Regions from separate parts of the Gossypium hirsutum genome. Here region 2 is linked to region 1. Evidence: chromatin contacts called from public Hi-C data. All regions are on one chromosome and are shown on one strand. The core of a region is the stretch at or near the end of the contact, and the rest is flanking DNA. Distances in the headings are between cores, read along the strand shown. Region 1 overlaps LOC107913660 (a long non-coding RNA gene). Region 2 has its middle 17 kb from the start of LOC121224054.

Evidence for each region. A called contact is a pair of places that touch in the nucleus more often than the background predicts.
Region 2: a Hi-C map of leaf shows a contact between it and region 1, with 2.3 times the contacts expected there. The contact joins two enhancer-like sites. A contact is called at or near these places in 7 of 34 Hi-C or Micro-C datasets (callus, hypocotyl, leaf and 1 more).

What each region holds. Positions count from the first base shown.
Region 1 is chrD11:36,741,143-36,746,799 of Gossypium_hirsutum_v2.1, forward strand. It overlaps LOC107913660 (a long non-coding RNA gene), which reads right to left. Exons shown (of 4, transcript XR_005920537.1): 4 at 3,668-5,122. Among protein-coding and RNA genes, the nearest start is that of LOC107913660, 5.1 kb to the right of the region's middle. Within about 2 kb of position 2,914, at least 5 of the 9 cell types and tissues checked have an H3K27ac peak or open chromatin away from gene starts, as enhancers often do. A contact at or near this core is called in hypocotyl and leaf, where this site is marked.
Region 2 is chrD11:36,910,244-36,915,900 of Gossypium_hirsutum_v2.1, forward strand. No RefSeq gene overlaps it. Among protein-coding and RNA genes, the nearest start is that of LOC121224054, 17 kb to the right of the region's middle. Within about 2 kb of position 3,403, at least 6 of the 9 cell types and tissues checked have an H3K27ac peak or open chromatin away from gene starts, as enhancers often do. A contact at or near this core is called in hypocotyl and leaf, where this site is marked.

The DNA of each region.
Region 1 (5,657 bases), core at 1,664-4,163:
CTTTGAGTGCATTTAATATTCTTAATATGATGTATTTACCTATTTCAATTTTTTTACTTAGAAGTTAAACTATTTATTTTAGTTTCATACATATTCCAGATATGTTGTTATTATTATTAATTTCAAACCTTACATTTTATTATTTCTTGTATGTTATTTTGAAATACAAATTATTCTAAATATGTGATTTTTACATGCATATGCGTGCGATATCTAGTATTATAAATACTAAAATTTGAATAAGTTATTATGTGGGTGAAAATATAACTATCAAGTAATTTTAATTTATAAAATGTAGGTAGTTTTATGTTATAAAAGTTAAGGTTGAGCAAGGTAAATAAAAAATACCTACTTAAAAATTTTAAATAAAAACATTAAAAAAACATATACGAGTTATTAATTAATTTTATTTATTTGAAAATTATTTTTAGAAATATTTATAAAAAATACTTTTAAATTTTATCAAATAATGTCCAAAAGTTATAAATAAATATTTTTTTTGTTAAAATAAATCTAAAAACTATAATTCAAAATAAATAAAAATTGGAGAAATGAATCGATTATAATAAAATATTCGAAACTAAAATGAATCCAGCCCTAAAAATATTTCAATTCCCTATAATTAGTTTGAGAGGCTAAATGGGTAAATGTTATTATTGAGACTCTATCTATCAAAAGCGTTAATGGAGAATATTCATTAAGTAAGTACCTAGTGAGGTAAATTCTGTTACGGACTCTTTAGCTTATCTGATAAAAGGTTTTCCCATTAGTGTGAGAATTTTTCATTTTACGCCTTTATTAATTGATGATCAAATATGGATAGACAGAAAGTTTCTGTTACCTAACTCTAACCCTATATTTGCTCATAATTGATGCTTTTTACATCTTGTTACCATAAAAACACAATGCTGTTTAAGTGGTATATTTTTCATAATATTGATATTTCATTTTTCTATCGTTTTAATTAAAATGATATGTTGAGATTTTATAATAGTATAAAACTAAACCGAGAGAATAACTTGATTCACTTCATGAATTTCACATTAAATTCATTGATTTAGAACTTTATTAAAGGTTGATAAAAGTGGTGGAGCAGAATAGGTTTCGTGAATGAATACTTCATTCCGAATCTAGTATCTTCGATAATTACTATTTTACTCCTTCTAACGTTTTATGTATTTCTTTTTATATTTTTAATATAGATTAAATATACACTAAAATCATACATATACCAACCTCATTTATATGATTATCTAAATTGTTGATTGAGTAGTGTCACAAGTTAACTAAACATCGATTTTATTAAAAAATTTATTAAACTACTTTTATATATTTGAAATAAATTATATTTTATAAAAGTATTTTTATTTTTTTAACATTTTAAATAAAATCAATGAAAAATTATAAATGATAAGATCTAAATCTATATCATCAATATGTAAAAAACCTCAACTTTATTATTGCAACCAACATTTGATTTGGGTTAAATCGTTATTTGGGATTTAAACTTGATAACATTTTTTATGTTGGGATTTGAATATTTTCTTTGCCCAAGTTAAGTTCGGTTATTCTTATATTAAAGCTTGAACTTGGACAATATTTTTTCACATTGAAGCTTGAATTTTTTTATCCAAGTTAAACTTAAACTTGACAATAGTTTTCATATTAGGGTATAAACTTGACAATTATCTTCATATGTGAAAATTTTGTCAAATTTAAAACTTAACTTAGACTGAAAAATTTCGGATATCAATATAAAAATAAATATAAATTCAAGATGTAACTTAAATATAAAAAATTTAGACCTCATAATTTTTTTACATTTTAGTATTATTATATAGGTGAAATCATGTGGCGATGACAAAATACAGGTAGCCAACAGGATAGAGATAGGGATAGCTGAAGATAACGTCAATTGCGGCGCCAGGTTGAGAGAGAACTTCTGAGAAAAGATTGTTGGGATTTAATTTGGAGGAAAGCCAAAATATAGGCATTGGGTTCTTCACATATCTCAAAGGTTGGTTTTATACACAATTTTAAAACTAAAATATATAAAAGAAAAAAAAAAGGGCTGACTTGAGCTCGCTTGATCACACATTTCTATGAGTGCATCTATTCCTTCCAACCTCATGAATATTTTGGATGGGATACCCATAGGTTTATATTACACAGATATTTTAAATTAATTTAGGTGAAGGGAAACTATTACCTTCTAAAGTAAGGGCATCTCATTTAGGGTTGAGATCGGTTAGCTTTGATTGAATTTTTCAACCTTTCTTTTATAATTTTATTTTTATATTAATTTTAAGATTTGAATCTCTAAATTTTATTTGATAAAAGAAATTTTATAGCCTTTTACATAATTATTAAGTAAGTATTTTTTTAAATGTTATATCAATAAATTTAATAAAATAAATTTAATAATATTAATAATTGAACATAAATATTAAAATCTAAAAAATAAAAGAATTAAGTTCTTAAAAATAAAAATACAAAATTTTAAAATTAAGAAAAATACAAAAACATACAGTATATTTTAAACTTTTAAATATGACCCTAAATAAAAATAAATTGGAGTAACCAAAATTTTTAAAATTATAAAAAAAAAAAGAAAGCGTCTAAACACCATGATTCAAGAATTGTAAAGCGAGCAGAGGTAAGGTTGAAATAAATTAAAAGTCAAAACGTTGAGAAATGAAAGGAGTTAATAGTTGCGTAAAAAGAACGCGAAAAAAGGATCCCATATTATATTATATTATATTCCTCAATTCTTTCAAAAGAAAATATATATTATATTCCTCAATTCCCAATTTCGAAAGCCACTGAAATTGAAATAATTAAATGTTGGATCATGTGAAAGGATGTGGGTATGTACGTAAGTAGGCATGGGACCTACTTTGACGCGCTTACACGTCGTTTCTTACGTGGACATCACTTTCAGCCCTTTCATTTGCATTCGCATTCGCCTACTCTACTCTCTCTCTTTCTGCTTTTCTTTTTCAATTGTTTTTAGATACATCATTTATACTGTAGTATTGGTTGAGTTCTAGTTACAGTTACCTTAAGATCAAACATTGATATTATGTTTTTTAAGTAAATCTTTTTACAAAAACTTTATATAAACTATTTAAAATCACATAAATTTTATATTAATATTTTATTTATTTAAAAAGTCTTTGAATGTTTCACAATTAAATTGGGGCACAATTAGATGCTGAATTAAAGTAATTATATTAATATAGATAAATAAATATATAAATATCTTGTAATATAATAAAAATAGAAAATTATACTGTAGTCACTTACTATTAGTAAGTTTCTTTTTTTGTCGCTCAACTATGAAAAATTATAAAATTTCATATAATTATTCAATTTTTTTTGTCACCAATTAACATTGTTATAACAAAAAGTTGTTGCGGTAACTTTTAAAATTGACATATTAACAATTTTAACCTTCAACATTTATATATTATGCTAATTTGATAGATTCTAAAATAAATTAAACCCTTAAAGCTTTAATAGTGTGTAATTTGATCATTTTGCAATTTTATTTTTCTTTGTAGCATTTTTTTGACATTGTCCTTGCATTTGATTCAATGTAAAAATGAACAACAACAAGAAACAAAACAACCCAAATTTTAGTACCTAATTCAATTACTTGAAAATTAAAAAAAGTACCCACTTCATTAATTTAATCTAATTGTATGTCTAACAACTTAAAAAAAATGAGCTTTGATTTGCTTCGTCAATGGCTAGCTCAAGCTAACAAAAACTGGATTAATTATCATTGAAAGATATTAAGTTCTTAGTCATTTGAAGTATAAGGAAAGCAAGGCATTTGAGGATTGTCTAGTTTGTAAACATTGAGCACTAAATTTTTAAAAATTAAGAATAAATTGACACAATGTGTAAATGTTAATGACTAAATTTTTTATAATGCCAATTTCAAAAATTGTCATGTCATCTTTCTATTAACCATTTAACAACATATGACTAAAAAGGAAAAAAAATTGAATAGTTACTTGACCGATTTGTAACTTTTCATAGTTGAGTGACCAAAAAAGAAACAACATGATAGTTGGGTGGCTACTAGTTGGGTGGCTACTAGTGTAGTTTACCCTATTAAAAATGATCTTTTGGGATTTTTTCAACTAAGTTTTTATCAAACACATCCATAGTCAAAGGCTTCCTATTAATATAAATATATATATAGATAGATAGATGTATTAGGAGTTAATTGCGCTATTCATTAAACATTCTAATTATACCTTCAAACTATAAATGTTATATCAATAAGGTCCATCCGTTATTAAAATTGTTAATTTAGTAATTAAATGAGATGTCAAATATCATGTGGCATAGTTTAAAATGAAAATTTTAAAGAAAAATGATTATTGTAAAAATCTTGGTTTTGAGATTTTCGAAGCTGTTATAAAAGTTTTATTATTCACTCTCTCCTTTTTCGATTTTACTTTATTTTTAGTTTTAACTTTTAAAAGTTATGTGGTGACGTATTACTTTTATTTAAAATTTTTATTTTAAATTATGCCTCATAAGATTTGACATGTTATTTAACGATTAAATTAATGGTTTTAATAATAGAAAGACTTGATTGATATAACATTGATAGTTTAACCATGTCATTAGAATGTTTTGAAGTTTGGGGACCAATTTAGAACGAATGTCATAGCTTAAGGATGTTTAGTGCAATTAACTATTTATCAATAATAATGTTTTTCTTTTTAAGTAAATCTAATACATGAGTTAATTGCACTAGACATTCTCAAAATATGACATTCATTTTAAAAAACTTATTCATAGCCTCAAATATGAGGAACACTGATAGAGTACTGTCAGGAATTTCGATATACATTCAAGAAAACATGAATGTCGAGCTTGTCAAGAAGTTTAAACCCGAGGAAATTCTAACGGCAATTAAAGGTATTGCACCACTGAAAGCTTCAGGTATGGACGGTTTCCCAGCCCTTTTCTTCCACAAGTATTGGCATATTGTGGGGGAGGAGGTTACAAAGTTTTGTTTAGAAATTCATAATAGGAAAAAGGAGTTCAACGTTATTAACTATACTAGTATAGTGCTTATTCCAAAAGTTGATTCCCCAAACTGCATGACACAATTCAGGCAGATTAGTTTATGTAATGTGGTGTATAAAATCATATCCAAAATAATTGTAAACAGATTTAGAACTGTGTTGGACAAATGCATTGGTGAGGCGCAAGCAGCTTTTGTTCATGGACAACAAGTCATAGATAATGCGATCATTGCCTATGAGGTTTTACAAACATTAAAATAATAAAGAGAAGGAAATCGGGGCTATTTTGCATTAAAATTATATATGAGCAAGGCCTATGATAGGGTTGAATGAAATTTTATTGAACAAGTAATGAAACAAATGGATTTTTGTGATGAATGGCTGAATCTTGTGATGGGGTGCATCCGATCGGTGGAATATTTGGTTCTGTTTAATAGGATTAGAGGAGAAAATTTTAAGCCTTCAAAGGGTTTGAGACAAGGGGACCTTTTGAGTCCATACTTATTTCTTATTTGTGTAGAGGGTTTTTCTTCACTCATTCAATTGGCGAAAAGAGAGGGAGCTATTAAAGGCGTAAGGATGGGGAGAGGAGGACTTACTTTAACT
Region 2 (5,657 bases), core at 2,153-4,652, 170 kb after region 1:
TTTGTAATTGAAGTTGTGTGAATAATATGCTTATCTTATTTTATTTGTAGTTTAAAATAGGTTATAAGTCTTTATATTTTTATTTTATAAATTTGAAATTTATTCTTTGTATTTTTTAAAGAATTTAGTCTTACCTTTTAAATTTTAAAGTTCAAATCTAATTATTAACATTGTTAATTTTTTTTTAAAATTTGAGTTCATAACATCATTATTTTAATTACACCGCTACAAGTGAGTATTTTTTTTATTTCAAAATGTCATATAAACAAATTTAAAAAAAATCTTAATAAAATATGAAAGTAAAAAAACCAAATTCATAATAATAAAAAGTTAAATTTCAAATTTATATGAAATACAAAAACTAATAGTTTCTCTCTTTATTCTTATAAGATGGGCCCCGTGCGTTTTGTGAGGCTCTCTTTAGGTTGACTTTAGTTTTATCTTATGATTTTTAGTCTCTCCACCCAAAACAAAAATACAAGCACTAACTGAATTCAAAATGACAAAACTAAATAATTTTAGACAATTTATTTTCAAATAAATCCATGATTTGAATGTGCGACATTAAAACTCCTATTTACCATTAAACAAATTTATTGGCAAAACTATTCGGTTTATATATATGCATTAAATGATTATATATTTATCCATATAATACAAAATCAAATCCATGCGTATATTTATTTTCTTAGAAAAATGATTCGAAATTTTACGTGAAAAAATTATAATTTTATTGTTAAATTGATAATTCACAAATTAAAACATCAATTATACATAAAATTATAAAAGCATGCTAAATTAATTACATTTTCCTGGTTTAAATTTTAGTGGGAGCTCAAATATGGAGGTCCTAACTTTACTTGTAATTTGAATAGCTGTATGCAAATATCAATCCAAAAAGTCCATTTCTAGCCAACTAAATACTATTTCTAGCCAACCAAACACTAATCAATCGAAACTAACATATTACAATAAAATAATCAAATATATATATATCCATATCCAATTTCCATTGAAGTAGCTTTTCTTTGCTAAACGGCAAACCATTTCCAGTCCACTAGTTTATAAATTTGTCTTTAATAATAAAATTATTCAATTAGATGACATTGACTTAAAAAAAAAACAAATTATTGACTTTGCGCTAATTGTCAACTCTAAATTGTCGAAATATAGTGGTTGAGATCATCATAATGATAAAGCAACAAAGCGGATGTGGCGCATATTAAACCACACGACGGCTTGATTTGACTTTAAATTGGTTTTTTATTCTAAAATTTGTTCACCAACGCCATTATGGATTAGGTTTTATTGAAAGTAATGGCAATTATATTGCTAGTTACCCAATTATAAAGCTAATGCTAACACAATTAGTTTTGTCCACTTTGAACAAATTATCTTTATTTGGTAATTATGTTATATATTTTACTTGGCTATTATAGATTAAAATATTAGGGGTTTTGTTGAGTTTGGTGTTGTAGTAGTATTAATTATTAAAGTAGGGTAAAAGGTATAGTTATTATTAAATCATATCTTGATAAAATGAAATGAATGTTTAAGAGAAGTGTGGTTTAATTGATTTATTTTGAAAGTTCATAAAACCATAGTTAGCAATAGCTAGGTTTTCGTTTTAATGATATGTATTAATCCATCAATAAATTTTAAATTTGACTATTTGTTATGAATATATTTGCTAATAGAATTAATCAAAGTTATGAATATATTTTGTTTTTTAATTAATTCTGATTATATTTTGGTGTTCTTTGAGAATTTGATATTCTCTATTTTTTATATAATATCTAGAACTACTTATATTCTTTTTTCAATATTTAAATAAGAGGATAAATACGTTTTACTCGAACTTACATTTTTTTTATTGATGATGATGTCGATACTAATTAAACTAAAACTCAATCAATTGATATTCGCTAATTTTGTATCCCGATTTTAAACGTTTCATTTCTAATAAATTTCGACTTAACAAAAAAAAAATAGGCCCTACATTTAAAGTAATGAGATTTAAAAGCCAAATAATTTATATTATATCTCAATATTTAAATTGTCTAAGGTTTGGACTACTTATTCCATCTAATAGGCCCTACTTTTTTGGATTGAGGCCCGCCTTAGATAAAGTTATTCATAATTCGGCTGGTTTGAAAGGATCGAAATTACCACTTAGCAACAAAAATTGTTTTAATTTAAATTTAATTACAAAGTATATTAATATGAAGGATAATTATTTGATACATTATGAATATTTTTTTTTAATTTTACAAGTGACAAGTGTTATATTTATTTATATAATTAATTTTTTTATTTTTATTATATCCTATAATATATTTATTAAATTTTCAACTTATTTATGGAGTTTAAACGGTACATGAAATAAATTTTCAAATACTAATATAAAAATATAATTTAATATTTTATGAATAATTGTTGAAACATAAAAGATTTTCAAATAACAATTTAATTAGATTTGACTCTCGACTAAATACGACTCGATCCATGTCCTGATGTGCACATCTAGCCTATAAGCGTAAAAGAAAATTACTTGCCGCTAAAGAAAAAGAAAAGTCAGGCTAAATCATTAATTACTATATGGACTCTTTAGGCTTTCAAACCATATAAAAGAATATTGTTTGTGCACAAACATTAAAGAGAATTGAAGAACTCACATTGTCTTTTCTTAAATTTTGATGGCAAAAATGAAAAATAAAAAATAAAAAATAAAAAATAAAAAATAAATCATATTTGTTAATAATACTTGTACATTGAAAAAGTCTAATGTAGTATCTAAATTATCAATATGTGTTTTATTATATTACCTGATGTTAACAATATTAGTGAATTATTAAATCAACCAATTAAAGTTTGATATATAGAATATTTTTTCAAATCATGGAATCCACATAAGGAGACAACATGAGTTCCATAAATTATGACCTGCCAAAACCACTAATCAATAATGGTTGGACATGTGTCCGTCATATTAGCTGGCGGAAACTTAAATGACGACCTTTCAAAATTCAAGAAAGACACTGTCCAAAAGTCTCATTTGCACAACACATGCTACTCTTCACCAAACATACATTCCACGCGCATTCATCATTATAAACAAAAAATGATGATCCTCTCAAGGAAGGTTGCTTTATATCATCTTCCCTTAACTTGGGGGTAATTGTTATAAAATACTTTGGTAATGTAAGCTTCGCCCCCTTATCTCATTGTGGCACAACTTTGTCAGCCTTGTCAAGAGCAACAATTTGCCAAGGTCGGGTTTCGTGAACATATACATGCATAACATGTAAAACTCTTATGATCTACCTCATAATGACAGGTGTTGAGAGGTTTCTTGCATGACTCACACATGGGACTTTGCCTAATCGTCTCCATCCTATCGCCGCTTATCTAAAGGGTTATTATGCTCCCCAAGTGTCTGACCAAGATGAGACATGTGTCAAAATCCAAGACTAAGAGAGGGCCACTCTCACCTATAAATACTAGTCCTTAGCCTTGGAAAGGTCTTATGTTTTTCCTCTTACTCTTTATCTTAAGAATAGAACACCTTCCCTTACGACTCTCGATATGTTCTTCGCCCTATGAATCGTCATCTCCTCTTCCAAATTTGATTCGTCATTAACAAAAATTAAATTTCATTTTTAAATGAAGTAGAAAAAATTCTCAACCGAGAATAAAAGTTTGATCTAGCACGATTAGTAAAAAAGCTTACATAAGTTAGTTCATATAGTGATCTATTTTTTTATTGTACAAAATCTAGATGAAAATAAAGTAATCAAGTAAACTTCCAAATTTTTAATACAATTCTAAGTCTGAATAAAATAATATAAATTTATTATCACACCGTATATCGATTATGAACCAAAATATGAACCAATGCATTGAGCAAATTCCTTCTTAAAGCTAAAATAGAGTTACACAAAAATGAAAAAAAATACAATTCTATTAAAAATTTAAGTTCAAATCTCACTTCAAATCCCACTAATATAATAACTACGTATATATTAGTGGGAGACATGATGATTAAGGTATTTCTATGTGGCTGTGAATTAGTTTTGGTGATAGGGGTCGGAAGGACTAATAGTTAGGAGAAGCATTCTACTCTAGGGATGATTCTTTTATTTTCCTGTTTTGTTTCTTTTATCTTATTTTCAATGGAAGAGAGAAAGATTGAGGAATGTTCTTGCATGAAGGAAAGAGACTAGGGATAGCAATTGGAAATCTTGCATGCTTGTAAGTTTTCTAATCTCTCTACATTAGCAAATTCAAGAAAAAGAGGGTAGATAAGGGTATCAATTAATTATTGGTTCTGTTCTGTTTTGAGGTAAAGTGACAAATATGTTGGATCTAGTGCCCTAAGTGTAGTATATTCATTTGTAAAACATGTAATTTTTTCCTAATATATTGATTAATAAAAAAATTCATTTATTACAATTAATAAACTTTGTATTATTGTCCTCAAATGGTTTTTGCATGCAAAGGAAAATAGTAGCAAATGTTGCTCACTGGTTGTCTATTACTTAAACTAATACTAAGTGGTATTACGTGGTTAGATCATAGTATAGAAAGATAACTTATATTAGTATACGAACCTAAACATGTCCTTAGTCTAATTGGAAATGAGAAAATCGATTGAAAGACTAATATGTTGTCTATCATGTCCAATTGGAGAGATGCCTTGTCTTAGGCATCAGAGTGGATGACTCCAAGAAGATAGAGACATATGTGACTGACTGGACTGACAGTACATCTAATTGGACTCAACCAGAATAGATCCTAAATTCGTTTATGGATTTATTCACTTGAGACGTTCATAGTGTGACATACCTAAATCTTGAGTGGATGGCAGACTATGTATGTGGGACTTGTACACTTTAATGTAAGAAAAAGCCTGAGTTTGAATAGATAAAGAATCGAAAGTTGGTGCGTTGGGTGTACGACTTCTATTGTACGTAGAATCATTCACAATAGTAGAATTCATAGCCTGAGACATGGGTAAATAATATCCTTTCATTGACATGCATGGTAATGAAAAGTAAATGTGGCCACTGTTCATCTGTCTTTGTGATGGATGACTTGATCACTATTTGATAGTGATGGACTTTTCATGAAGGAAGATGTAATGGTTATCATGAGATAAAATAAGATTATATTTGGAGAGCGGATATTATCCTAAAAAGATCAAGGATATCCTATGAGGGTAACACATTTATGATAAGGCCATTGGACAAGCACTAAGTAGTTGCTTTCGTAATGGTATGTCATTAGGGAGAGGTCAATCACGATACTATAGCGGAATAACTTCGTGACTAAATGAGTTTATAATTAATAAGTGAAAAATTGAAACTTAATTATAAATCATTTGAGCCTTAATTACATATGTCTAATCAGTCACTTCGCTAGCTTGTTGAAACCATAAATGAATTGAGTGTTTGAATCATAAATGAACGAAATGAATAGGAAAAGTGAAATGGGAAACATTTAGGAATGGTTATGGTTTTTTTCGAAATGGAGAAATGGAATCATTTGAAAATGAATGTAGGTGTCTAAAATGGAAATGGAAATGGAAATGGAAATGGAAATGGAAATGGAAATGATTAATTACAATTCTATATGGATTACTTAAAAATGATTAGAAG